Linked DNA regions of Gossypium hirsutum: region 2 is linked to region 1. Evidence: chromatin contacts called from public Hi-C data. All regions are on one chromosome and are shown on one strand. The core of a region is the stretch at or near the end of the contact, and the rest is flanking DNA. Distances in the headings are between cores, read along the strand shown.

Region 1 (6,545 bases), core at 1,844-4,343:
TGTATTGATAAAAAGGCCCCAAATCTCAAGAAACCTTTTGGTTTTTGGCCGTCTATCCTCGAAGACGACTTCCTCAATCGTCCGCGGCGGCAAAGACTCGAATATAGGTCAGTTTTTTCTTGTTTATTTACTTCCGTATGCAAATAACAAATAAACAACTAATATATATAAGAACAATAGACCAAAGCGAAAATAGAAACTAAAAATATCAACCTTGAACTGATTTTTTTTGTCTTGATTTCTCCGAATATGTGTAAAAAATATACATGGTTGATGCGGCCTTTTATAGCCGATTTACATGCCGTTTATGTTTGCTTTTGCTTTTTGCTTCTGTGTCTGTCTTCCTTATTTATTGTTTGCAGATTTTGGCAAGGTCAACAAGCATTGGAAGAATAACCCTGGCCCTTTTGGTGCAAAGCCGGTGGTGTCTGTCGTGCTTCGGGCGTCGAGTGCGCTGTAAAGGCATGAGGGGACGTACGACGCACTGGGGCTGTCTGGTTGTGGGTTGAATTGGGTCTATTGGGCTTGATATGTAATGGACGGTTTAATATACCTTCTTTTTGGAGTTTTATTTATTTTGATTTTGGATGTTGGGTCTTACTGGGCCCCGGACTAAATTGGCCCACTACAGTACTAATGGAAGATGAGTTTGTAAGTGAAGAGATTAATTTAGAGGGAGCCGACTTTCAACATATGTAAACCCCATCCTGCAAACATAGAATTTACCTAGGACGACATGTTGAATCTCATGATTGGCTCGCCAAATTATGCTTATTAGAAACATCGTATGGAGATTTTTATTTTATCAATAGACGAAAGAGCATGGTAATTGAATATGGATGGACTCAACCTACTGTCACTATTGCTCATGGCACTATAAACCCAAAGGAAATAAGCAAATATAGTACTAAACAACATTGCTTAATGGGTAAATCTGTTAAGAAAGCATGGGATAATTCTGCAAAATCAACATAAAGGGAATGCTGTTTTACGCATGTCAATAATTTATATTTTAACATTCAAATTCGAAAAGCTTAAAATAATTGAAGATGCGTCTTACAATTTTTTGAAGAGACAAAATCAAAATATATTCGAACAATAATGGTATTGGAGGATAATTGAAGATTATATTAATTAATGATGTAATATAATATCATGATATTAATTTTTCAAATTTTTTTCTATAAATTTATACTAGAGCTCTTAAAATTCTTTTTTTATCTTTATGTTATTTTTTGGTGCAGGTGAAAAATATTTTGAGACTTTATTTTGAAGAAAAAGTCAAATTTCAACAATTATTTTTTTAATCACTATTATTAAATATGTTTATTAAAGTTAATTTAAATATCTTTCCTATTTATTATGAACTATTATTATAATTAATACATGTTTTTTTTTATTTTTAAAATTAACATATTTTTTTAAAATAAAAAAATTTAAAAATTAATCGTGTAAAAATACATATAACATATAATATTAAAAACTAATTGTTATAAAAGAGAATGAAAATGATTCACCTGTTTGTCAGTGATAATATGTACAATACTTTGGGCATTGAACAGCAGCTGGGACCCAATACCTGCCCCATCACCTTATATATTTTGCAATTTAGTTTGAAATAATTAAAATAAATTATATGTTATAATATAAATAAATATATAATTCTTAATTACTAATATATTAAAAATTATTTTAAAAAGTGATACACCAGTTTAAATATAATTTATAATAAAAATAAATATTAAAAATTTTATTACTCGCGTATGCATGTGAAAGTTACGTATTTGGAATATAGTGATTTGCTTGAAAATAACATATAATAAATAATAAAACATATAGTTTGAAACTAATTAATAATAATAAATAAAATGTGTACCATATTAAATTGGAAAATATTAGATTAAAATGAGAGCGAGACGAAATTTAAACACATAAGTTGTGTACATTAAAATAAAAATACATAAAAAAATTAAAATAAAACTTTGGTTGAGAGGTAAATTTAAGATTTTATTAATTAAATTGGTGTGAGTTCAAATCCCATTGTATACATATTTTTATTAATTTTGTTAAAATAAAAAGAATTTAAGTACCCTAAAATAATAAAACTTAAATTCAGTGAAAGATAAAAGGAGATGGAAAACGACTTGATCTCAGCCCCTCTCCCGCTGTCCATGGTGGAGGAGAAAGCCGCCAAAAAAGTTCGCTTTCGGAATGATTAGTCTGTTCATGAAGATCAGTTGATGGGGGTGGACAGTAATGGAAATCCCTTGAGGATTGACATGAATATGGTTGGGCGTAGGTCCTTCAAGGATATGTTGGTAGAATCTGTGGATTTGGCGAATCGGAGACCACAAGAGGAAGATGATGATGATTTGCAATTGTTAGAGGATGGATGTGTCTGTTGGGACGAAAGATAATTTGCTATCGGTTAGATTTTCTGATCGAGTTCATCATCTTTTATATAAGAGCATGTCTCGGGCAATAGTTGTCACTTGTCAAATTGCTTGGAAGAAAGATTGGTTATCATGCACTTACCAGCAGGATTTATAGTCTGTGGAAGTCGTCAACACCTATTAGTGTCATGGATTTAGAAAATTATTATTATTTGGTTAAGTTCCAATTTAAAGCAGATTATGTTAGAGCACTACTGAAGGACCTTAGGTTGTGTATGGGCAATATTTAACAGTTTAACCTTGGTCGGAGAATTTTTCTACTTCCCAACCTTTCCCGGCTAGTGTGGTTGCTTGGATTCGACTCCCTGGGATTCTTGAATTCATGTATAGAAGAAATGTTATCAAGACCATCGAAGAATTGATTGGCCGTGTTATCAAACTAAGATAATAATACAGGGAAGGCTCAGTATGGACGTTTGTTCGCATGGCTATTTTATTGGATTTGAACAAACCCCTTGTTTCTAAGATTAAAATAGATGGTTGTGTGCAACGAGTGGGGTATGAATCTCTTCCTAATGTTTGCTTCGCTTGTGGGAATTATGACCATATGAAGGAAAACTGTTTTACGTAGGTTAAGCACAATAGGCCGATGGAGGAGGGTGGTGTTATGCTGAGTGCGGTGAGAGGTGTTGCTGTTCATAGTGTGGAGGTTGATGCTTGAAAAAAGATTGATAAACAGGTTGAAATGGAGGCGTTTGGTGAGTGGAAGTTGGTGATTCGTCGGAGCCGTAACCTAGTAGAAAGTCTACCACCGGAGATGGGACAAAGGAACAGGTGGGTTTTCAAGGATCACGCTTTAATGTGCTGCACGAATTTCAGAATAAAAATTCCGTTGAAAATCAAGCTACAGATCATACAAAATCAGCTAATGTTAAGGGCAAAGGGATTTCTATTTATGACAACCCACTGGGAGTTGATGAGGAGGTTTGTTTTATGATGGTTGATAAAGAACAAGGGGACTCTAGGCCCAAGGATGTATTGATCCATAATTTTATGGATCCAATAAAGAAATCTAACAGGCCCAATATTATAATGGGAAGCTCTTCTAAAGGTGGCAATAAATCTGAGGATCTGGTTGGTGATTTATCTCTTATACATGTTGGCCTAAGTTCATCTAACCTAAGCATAGATAAAACCCTATCTGCTCAAGTGACTTCCCAAAATTTCAATAACATGTTAGTGAGGGGAAAGCACATTTCTATGGTGAAAAGGGTTCCGAAAACTTTGTTGGATGCTGCTTTCCACTCAGTGGTCTCATTCGTGGAGAATTTTGACCCGAATATCATGTCTGATGCAACGCCAAATCTACTTCTTCCCTAGTTGTTGCTAAATACAATCCCAAGTCAATGAAGAAGGGGGGTTCTAAAAAGTTGAGGAAACCACCCAATATCAATTTACTTAAGGTTAAGGGTAATAGATTTGAAGTCTAGGATCCTGATGCGATGTCCAAAATTGCAGAAAACATCGGGATTGATAAGTCAAATAATGAACCTTATTCTGCGAATGGAGGGCTATCAGAGGTTAATGCAATTGATGCTTCTTCTATTTGAAACGGTTTGGTCTTCTTATCTCTTTTTGATTATGATGTTACCGAATGTTTTCGTGTGAAACTGTCAAGGGGGAGCTAGTCCTAAATTTTTCAGAGTAGTTAGAAGTTATTTGGATGATTATGATTTTGAGGTTGCATCTTTTCTTGAGTCTAGAATTAGTGGTCTTAAGGCTGATAATTATTTCCAAGCTTGGGTTTGATTGTTCGCACATAATTAAAGCTCGAGGATTATTCGGAGGTTTGTGGGTCTGTTGGAAAAAGAGTGCTCAGGTTCATGTTATTAATAATGATCCACAGTTCGTCCATTTCTACATCAAGAAGAACTTGGTTTTTAAGAAGTTGTTTGTGCCATTTGTTTATGGTAGCCCAGACAAGCGATTACGTAGTTTTCTTTGGGAGCGGTTGGATCATTTGGCTCATTCGATTAAGGACCCTTGGGTGTTGTTAGGGGATTTCAACTCATTTTTATTTCCGGATTAGAAGAGAAGGGGTCGGCCAACAATCTTAGGTTGTAAGTTGTTTCAGAAATTCATTCAAGATAATGGATTACGGGACCTTGGTTTTCAAGGACCGAAATTTACTTAGCGAAGAGGTGTAGTTTTTGAAAGGTTGGACAGGGTGATTGGGAATAGTGAACGGTTCTATTCTTTCCCAGACGCTGTTCAGTTTCACCTTCCCCTGGCTAAAATTGGATCATTGACCCATTTTGATTTCTTCACAGTCGACTAGACAGATTTGGTACAACAGGCCATTCTGTTTTTTGGCTTCTTGGATCCAACACTCTTCATTTTCGCATCTTATTTGGGATAGGTGGAAAACTAGTTTAGATATGCTAACCAATCAGATCTTAAAAAAAGGAATAAAGGAGTGTATAGGCATATTGCTACAAGGAAGCGCTCACTGGCTCGTCGTATTGAAAGTGTCCAAGCTACCTTGGATCATAAGTGCTCGAAGTTTCATTTGGATCTTGAAATGGATCTGTGTTTCGAATTTGAAAAAGTGCTTGATGAGGAAAAGTTACTTTGGATGCAAAATTCTCGGGTAGATTGAATTCAACAAGGGGACAGAAACACAAAGCTTTTTCAAAACAAAACTCTCTCTAAGTGTAAGTTTAACAAGATCTCTACTTTGAAGATCGGTGGTGTTTAGTGCTATGATGATAAAGAACTTCAAATAGAAGTTGTTAGTTTTTTCTCATTGTTGTATTCTTTGTCTGACCAAAACCAGACTCTGTTTCCTCTACATGGTTTCTTCCCTCGCGTCAATTTACATGATATGGAGTCCCTAACTAGAGAAGTTATAGTAGAGGAGATTTGAAACGTGTGTTTAACATGCGGCCTTTGAAGGCTCTAGGACCTGATGGTCTTTATACCTTGTTCTATCAGAACCAATGGGAGACAGTAAGACAGGATGTGTACAATTGGGTCTATGGTGTGTTCTCAGGCCAACCTATTGATCGAAGTATTAACAGTACTCTTTCGGTTCTTATTCCAAAAAGCCAAAGTCCTAAGTCCATTTCCCACTTTCGCCCAATAAGTCTCTATGAAGTCTTATTTAATATCGTGACAAAGACTATTGCTAACTGATTCAAGCCTATTTTTCGCTCACTTATTACATAGAATCAAGTGAGCTTTATCGTTGGAAGACATATTACAGATAACATAATTGTGGCTCAAGAAATAGTGCATTCGATACACATCAAGAAAGGAAAAAAAAGGCTAGATGGCTATAAAAGTAGACTAGAAAAGGCATATGATCGAATCCGATGGGATTTTATTGAAGATACTTTGTTGGATGTTGGTTTTCCAATACTTTTGGTGAAAGTTTTCATAGAATTCTTGTTTTTTGTCTTTATGAAGATTGTGTGGCATAGTAATCTTTCCAACGTATTCTGTCCATTGAGTGGTATACGTCAAGGCTGTCCGTATGGAAAGGTTGGGACATTTTATCCATAAAGGCGTGGATGATAAGACTTGGAGGCCTATTGCATTAGGGAAGAATGAACCAAAAATTTCACACCTCTTTTTTGTTGATGACCTTTTCTTATTTTTTGAAGCAAATGTGGATCAAGTAAGGACGATTAGGGAAATTTTGGAAATTTTTGGTTTGGCATCGGGACATAAGGTTAACGCTAGAAAAACACATGTTTTTTTTCCAAAAATGTTGACTTCAATGATGCTACTGAGATCTGCAGTGCTTTTAGGTTTAAAGCAATATATGACTTGGAAACTTATTTGGGCATGCCTTTGTTCCATCAACAAGTGACAACTAGTACTTTCAAATTTGTGATTGATAAGGTTCGGAGGAAACTGGATGGATGGAATGCTAAATTTCTTTCTTTGGCAAAGGGAGTTACTCTTGCTGTAACACTCCTAAGCCGTCTCCGTCGCCAGATTAGGGTTACAGAGCATTACCGAACAATTGAAAACATTTAACATCTTAATATTTAAATAAATTAAACATATTATAATCCATTCAATCACATGCATCTTGTCCCTAAATCGAGCCTTCAAGGCATTAAAAAAATTAGCTCAGAAGCAATT
Region 2 (6,545 bases), core at 2,589-5,088, 140 kb after region 1:
GCGGTTCATATGTATACATGAAGCTTTGATTTTGATTTAATTGTGCATGTAATGGCCCAAATTCAAGGTTATCGGAATAGTGGTTTTGTAACCACAAATCCGATTTAAAGAGAAATCTATTTTAATATTTTTGCATGAATATTGACATGATAGGAAAATCGTATGAAAATATCGATAGAAAAATTTTACCGATTTAGTGGTTAGTTATAAAAAGAAATTATTGAAAAAATTGGGTAAAAATAAGGTATCGAGACCTCGATCTCGTAAAACCGAGTCAAAAATATTTTTATAATTATTTATGAAATGTTAGTAATATGGTATTAAAATTTTGTTAGAAATTTTTAATGTTTGGGTAGTCAATTAAGTAAAAAGGACTAAATTAAAAAAAGGTGTAAAAGTTACTAAAAGGATTAAATAGTTCAATTGTTAAATGAGGAGGGAATAAATTACAAATAAGCCCAAAAGGAGATATTTTGGACGGCATAAGCTGAGAAAAATAAGGAGAATTGAAGAATTAAGGGTAAAATTGAAATATTGCAAAATTTACTTTAAAAGTTAGGACTAAAGTGGAATTATCTAGATTTCTCTTTATTTTTCTGCATTCTCATCAGTAAAAAACGTCCTAAGGGTTTCTTCAAGCTGGTTTTTCATAATTTTTGCACCAAGTGAGTTAATCCTTGCCTTTTTCTTGTAATTGTTGTGTTTCTAAGACTTTTACAACTAGGTCCTATTACTAAATTCATTAGTTTTTGATTTTATGAATGAAATTGAAAGTTGCTATGAATATGTTCTGGAATTTTATGATGAAATAGCATGAAATTGAAGCTTTAATTTGTTTATGAGATGATTTTATTAGGTAATTTCAATAGAAATTGATTTGTAGGACCTAATTGTGAAAAGGTTTGGAATTAAAGTCTAGTACTAAAATTCTGATTTCCAAAGCTTATAAAGTAGTTTAAAGTGATGGGATAAAGTGTTAATTGAGAAAAAAAAGCAGCTCAATTGAGAGGTTAATTGAGTAGGGATGAAATTATCATTTATTGAAAGCTTAGGGAAAAATGGTAATTAACATCATGCACTAACACAGTTTTGGACAGCAGCAGTAGTCTAACTTTGAAAAATCACTAAAAATTGTAGAGATCGAATTAGAGGGTGAAAAAAATGTGAAATTAAAGCTTATTGAGTCTAGTTTCTTATAAAAGAAACGGTGTAAGTAATATAATTGTAAATCATGAGATATAATAGATTTTGTGACACAAGGTCAGAATGAATTCGGGTTCCCCTGTTCTGACTTTGGAAAATCATCAAAAATTGGATAAAAATAATTAGGAGCTTAAATTTATATGTTTAAAATTCTTAATGAGTCTATTTTCAAAAGAAACAAGCGATAACATCATCCGAATTCTGTACAATAAGATAATTAACTTTTAGTGAAGAGAGGTCGGAACTGTCAAATAGTGAAACAGGGGAAACTTTAAAGAATAAACTGTACTTATTGGCTAAACCAAAAATTCTGAAATTTTATGATAAGAATATATGTGAGTCTAGTTTCAGGGAAAATTAGCGGATCTTAATTTTGAGTTCCGTAGCTCAAGATATAAATAATTTAGTGACTGTAACTCAACAAGACAGCTTTGAATGCACTATAAATAATAATGGAATTATAGAGAATGTTACACATGAACATGAAATGTATTAGACTAATGATTAAATTTATTTATTTAGATCCAGAAAATTCAAATACGAAGCTAGATCGAGGAAAAGAAAAAGTTCGGGATTAGTAGATTTTTGTTTACGAACAAGTATCGAGGTAAGTTCGTGTAACTTGAATTATATTCTTAAATGCTTGAAATGTTTGTTATTAATGTGAATATGATTTGAATGTTCATTATATGAAAATTGATGAAACACTGATATATTTGATAAAAAGGGGAAGAAATCCCGGTTGAATGGAAGGAAAATTCGATGGATCTCTGAAAAGGAATTAACGGTAAAAAGGATCTAGCCCGGACGGGTGATCGTATCCTGATATAGCCCTCCCGAAGAATATGTGGAAAATGAATTAAGCCTGGACGGGTAATCCGAGTTAGGGTTTGAATTTAGCCTAGATTGGTAATTCAGATCCAAGCTCATTAGAGTAATTGCCATTGCAGGGGATTTAGCCTGGACTAGTAATCCCGATAATACTCTATGAGTTTATATTACAGGGGATTTAGCCTGGACTGGTAATCCCGCTGTAAGGATGAGGTTCGCGGGAGTGTGCTCTCTGAAATGGAAATGTGCGCACATAAAATATGAATTGACGGACCTGGATTTGTACACTAAAGTGTACCCCTGAAAATCCATCGAAATTCCAAGTAGTTCAGCTGGATAAATATGGAAAAATAACAAGGGAATGGAAATCATGGTATTGATGAGCTCATCAATCATGGTATAAATTATTGATACATGGAAATTATTGGACAAATTTGAATGTTGAGTTTGTGCATGATAAGGGAAAAATGTATGGAATGAGTGTATGAATGTTCATTGCATTGTATTGAAAATATTAAGTAAGTATAATTCTTATTACATGAACTTACTAAGCACAAAGTGCTTACCCTGTTTCCTTTTCCCCTGTTTTGTAGTGTTAAGAGCTCGGAAGTCGGATTTGGTCGGAGACGCATCACACTATCAACCTCAAGATCTCGGTATATAAAGAAACTTTATTTTGGAAATCAATGACATGTATAAGCTAGTAAAGTAAATGTTAATGTAAAATGAATGTATGGTTAGCCATTGGTATGGCTAACAAATTTTGGTTTTGGTTTGTGATGAGGTTATCTTATGAATATGTTAAATCTGTCTTGAAAATATGTTGAAATGGATTGGTTGTGTTGGATTGGTCTCGGTTTAAAATTGCAGGGAAGATTAAATACTTGTAAAGGGGTTATATTGAATTCAAAAAAAAAATGATAAAATCTAGTAATGCCTCATACCCCATTTCAGCGATGAATACGGGTAGGGGGTATTACAGTGCACATTTATTTTTATGTTGGATTAATATAATTGTTTGTACATGCCATATATCAAACATCAAATGGTGGTAATTCGATAGCATTGTTAGTGATTTATGAAAATTAAATCAAATAAAATTTTCTTGTATAAAGTCACACAAAATCAAAGCTAATATATGAAATTGCACATTGGATCAAAATTCATATATAATTTTGATATTTATCTCTAACTTATTTTAATTATAAAAGGTCATTTTCATAATTTTCTTAATTGAGTTGGTGCTCGATTGATTCATGATACTAATTTAGTCAGGGGATTAAATAATAAGTACAGGTATATAATTGATGGAGGTAATAAGACATGCAAAGTATAATTTAAATGAAAAAAATTACATTAAAATTGTTTAGGGGTAAGATTAATGTTTAGTAACCTAAATAGTAGGGTTCAAATTTGACTAGAAGTAATTTTTTAATTAATTTTAGATAATATAATTTATTTTAATTACGTAAAGACATTGTCATAATTGATTATAATTATGGAAATATATTTATATAATTTTTTAATCATATTAGTATTTGAATCAGGATGGATAATGAAATATAAAGAATTAAAAGAAAAATTGGAGTGGTTTTAGTTTTTTTATATTTATACAAAGATATCAAGGTTTCTAATGTAAGCCAACCAACCTTATGGACACTACGGCAAGGCACCGAGAAGATTCCATATCCGAATATCAGATACTACTCTCAATTTCTCAAAACTAAATGACCTTAATACCCCATAACGGCCACGTTTCAGCTTATGATTGATTCATTTGTAAATACCCAAAAATATCCCAACTGAGCGGATATAAACTCCCAAAACCCTAACATTCTCCCCTCTTTCTCTCTCTCAGTCACTTTTGTCCCCCGTGGATATCAGAGGGAAAACACAAAAACTAGGGTTTTAGAGAGAACGGGAGCCAAAGTGAGAGAGAAGAGGCAGAAATTTTTAGTAGTAGGGTTTTATTATATTGCTTCTCTAGGGTTTAGAAAATGGTGGCCGACAAAGGAAAGAAGATGAAAGTAGCAGAGAAAGTAGAGGAAGAGAACCATGAACAAATAGATGGAGACCTCGTCATTTCCATCGAGAAGCTTCAAGAGATCCAAGATGAGCTTGAGAAGGTTCATTTTTATCTACATGCCGCTTTTTCATTTATAATACACGCTGATTTTCTTTTCTTTTTCTTTCTCGCTTGTTTAAGGTGTATGTGCTGGAAAATTAGCAAAATTTAGAACTTTTTTAATAAAAATTTGGATTTCCCTTTGTTTTTTTATGGTATAATGTTAATTGAATGTTGTTTTAAATGTCAAAGTATTGAATTTGCTGTAATTTCAATTGTGGGTCAATGCCATAAATGTTTTATATGTATATTTATTTGGTAGTCACTTTAGATTATTATGTCTTATCGCGGAGAAGGTGATTTAATGTTGATTGCTGATTCCTGTATCTGATCTTCTATGTAGTATGATTGAGTCCTTTAATGTTTTCTTCCTTGTATCTAAGTGTCCCCTAGCTTTGTTAAGCACGATTTTTTTCGTGTGTGAAGTTACTTCGGATTATCATGCCTTATTGTGGAGCAGGTGATTTAATGTGGCTATGCTTTGCTTAGGAGCGTGCTGATGAAGTGGTAAATTGTCACATATGGTGTTTCTGATTTTAAGTTTTTCGGTCCTGTTTATTATTTTTTGGTTGTAGATCAATGAAGAGGCAAGCGAGAAAGTCTTGGAAGTGGAGCAGAAATACAATGAGGTTCGCAAGCCGGTCTATGATAAGCGGAATGAAATCATCAATTCAATTCCTGATTTCTGGTTAACAGCTGTAAGTGATTCTATTCTTTCCTTTTTAATGAGGTAGACAATTTGTTAAATTTGTTTACATATTCAGAAGAACATATTAAATTGACTTGCATTTTTCATGTGCAGTTCTTGAGCCATCCTGCTCTTGGTGATCTTTTGACTGAAGAGGACCAGAAGGTTTAAAGTCACTTCTTTCCCAAAGTGAAATTATCATTTTTTACTTATTTTACTTTCCAACATTGATTTTTGATTTTATTTTTCTTATAGATGTTTCTTGATGTTTGCCTGCATTTTGTGAATTCTTTCTTATTTATAAATCTTCTTCTTTTCAATTATTTTCTTGATAGATATTCAAATATATTAACTCACTTGAAGTGGAGGATTTTAAAGATCTGAAATCTGGATACACTATCACATTTGTAAGTTTATCCATATTCCTATTCTTACCTTATTTTTGGTGATTGAAGTTGATCTTAATTTCATTTGCTTGCACTCAACTACTGTTAGAAGAAACATAATTCATGCTCTAATGTATCTGATGATTTGTTGACTGGCTTTAATTTTTCAGAACTTCAATTCCAATCCATACTTTGAAAATACAACACTTACGAAGACCTTTACCTTCCTCGATGATGGAACCAAAATTACCGCTACCCCAATCAAGTGGAAAGAGGGCAAGGTCAGAGTTTCTCCTCTTTTGATGACTATTCTGCTTCTTGTTTCCTGTTTTCCTTGGATATCAAATGAAATTATTTTCCTTAAATGTTAAGGGCTTGCCAAATGGAGTTAATCATGAGAAGAAAGGAAACAAGCGACAACTTGCTGAAGAAAGGTTTGTTTATTATACCCGTCAATCAATTTTTCTCAGGCTTAGGACTTGAGTAACATTAGACCTGAGATCAGTTTATTAATATCTCCATGCTGTGAAATGCAGTCACTTTGTGTGGTGTGCAGTGTTATAAGAGTTGGATTGGTGGTCGAACTAGTCAGACTGCCGGTTCCTAGTTCAACCAATCGAACCACCGGTTGAGCAATAGTTAAATAAATAATAAAAGGATAAAAAAATTCACAACTGATTGGACCGCCTTTTTCCAGTCATGGTTCCCAGTTTTTTACCAGTTCATAGCAGTTTGCTCTATTTGTGGTTATATATCACTGTTGAACTGGTTGGACCTCTGGTTCCCGGTTCAACCGGCTGGTCCAGTCTGGTTCTGACAATACTGGTGGTGTTTTTATAACTGCTATGTATTTATATATCTATGTATGTATATATTTGAAATTTCTTATAACATGTTTTAAAGTTCATATGGATTTATGCCACTTGAATTTGATCCTTCATTTCTCAGTCATACTGTAAACCAGTTCTGTATTGTGCTAAATTTTATTAACATATAATGCAGCTTCTTTACCTGGTTTGCTGATGCTCAGCAAAAAGATGACATGGATGAAATTCATGATGAGGTAAATTCTCTGTGCATGTACTGTCAGTTTATTTTACTCATTCTGTAACAGAGCTGGTCTAAGCTTTCACTTGATGAATGTTGCAGGTAGCAGAGATTATCAAGGAGGATTTATGGCCCAATCCTCTCACTTATTTCAACAATGTAACCTCTTTTTTCTTTCTTCTTCTCATGATATTTTATACGTACTGTTTTTCGTGATCATGTTTTGTTTCCCTTTGCTAATTGTTATTGGAACTTTCTTGATGCA

The links. A called contact is a pair of places that touch in the nucleus more often than the background predicts.
Region 2: a contact with region 1 is called in a Hi-C map of leaf, with 2.0 times the contacts expected there. The contact joins the promoter of LOC107949828 here to the enhancer-like site in region 1. A contact is called at or near these places in 7 of 34 Hi-C or Micro-C datasets (anther, callus and leaf).

What each region holds. Positions count from the first base shown.
Region 1 is chrD03:37,840,433-37,846,977 of Gossypium_hirsutum_v2.1, forward strand. No RefSeq gene overlaps it. Among protein-coding and RNA genes, the nearest start is that of LOC107949922, 14 kb to the left of the region's middle. Within about 2 kb of position 3,094, at least 9 of the 9 cell types and tissues checked have an H3K27ac peak or open chromatin away from gene starts, as enhancers often do. A contact at or near this core is called in leaf, where this site is marked.
Region 2 is chrD03:37,979,469-37,986,013 of Gossypium_hirsutum_v2.1, forward strand. LOC107949828 (NAP1-related protein 1) reads left to right here and starts at 3,839. Exons shown (of 11, transcript XM_016884600.2): 1 at 3,839-4,160; 2 at 4,735-4,857; 3 at 4,962-5,012; 4 at 5,183-5,254; 5 at 5,404-5,514; 6 at 5,606-5,667; 7 at 6,236-6,296; 8 at 6,383-6,439. The coding sequence starts at 4,032.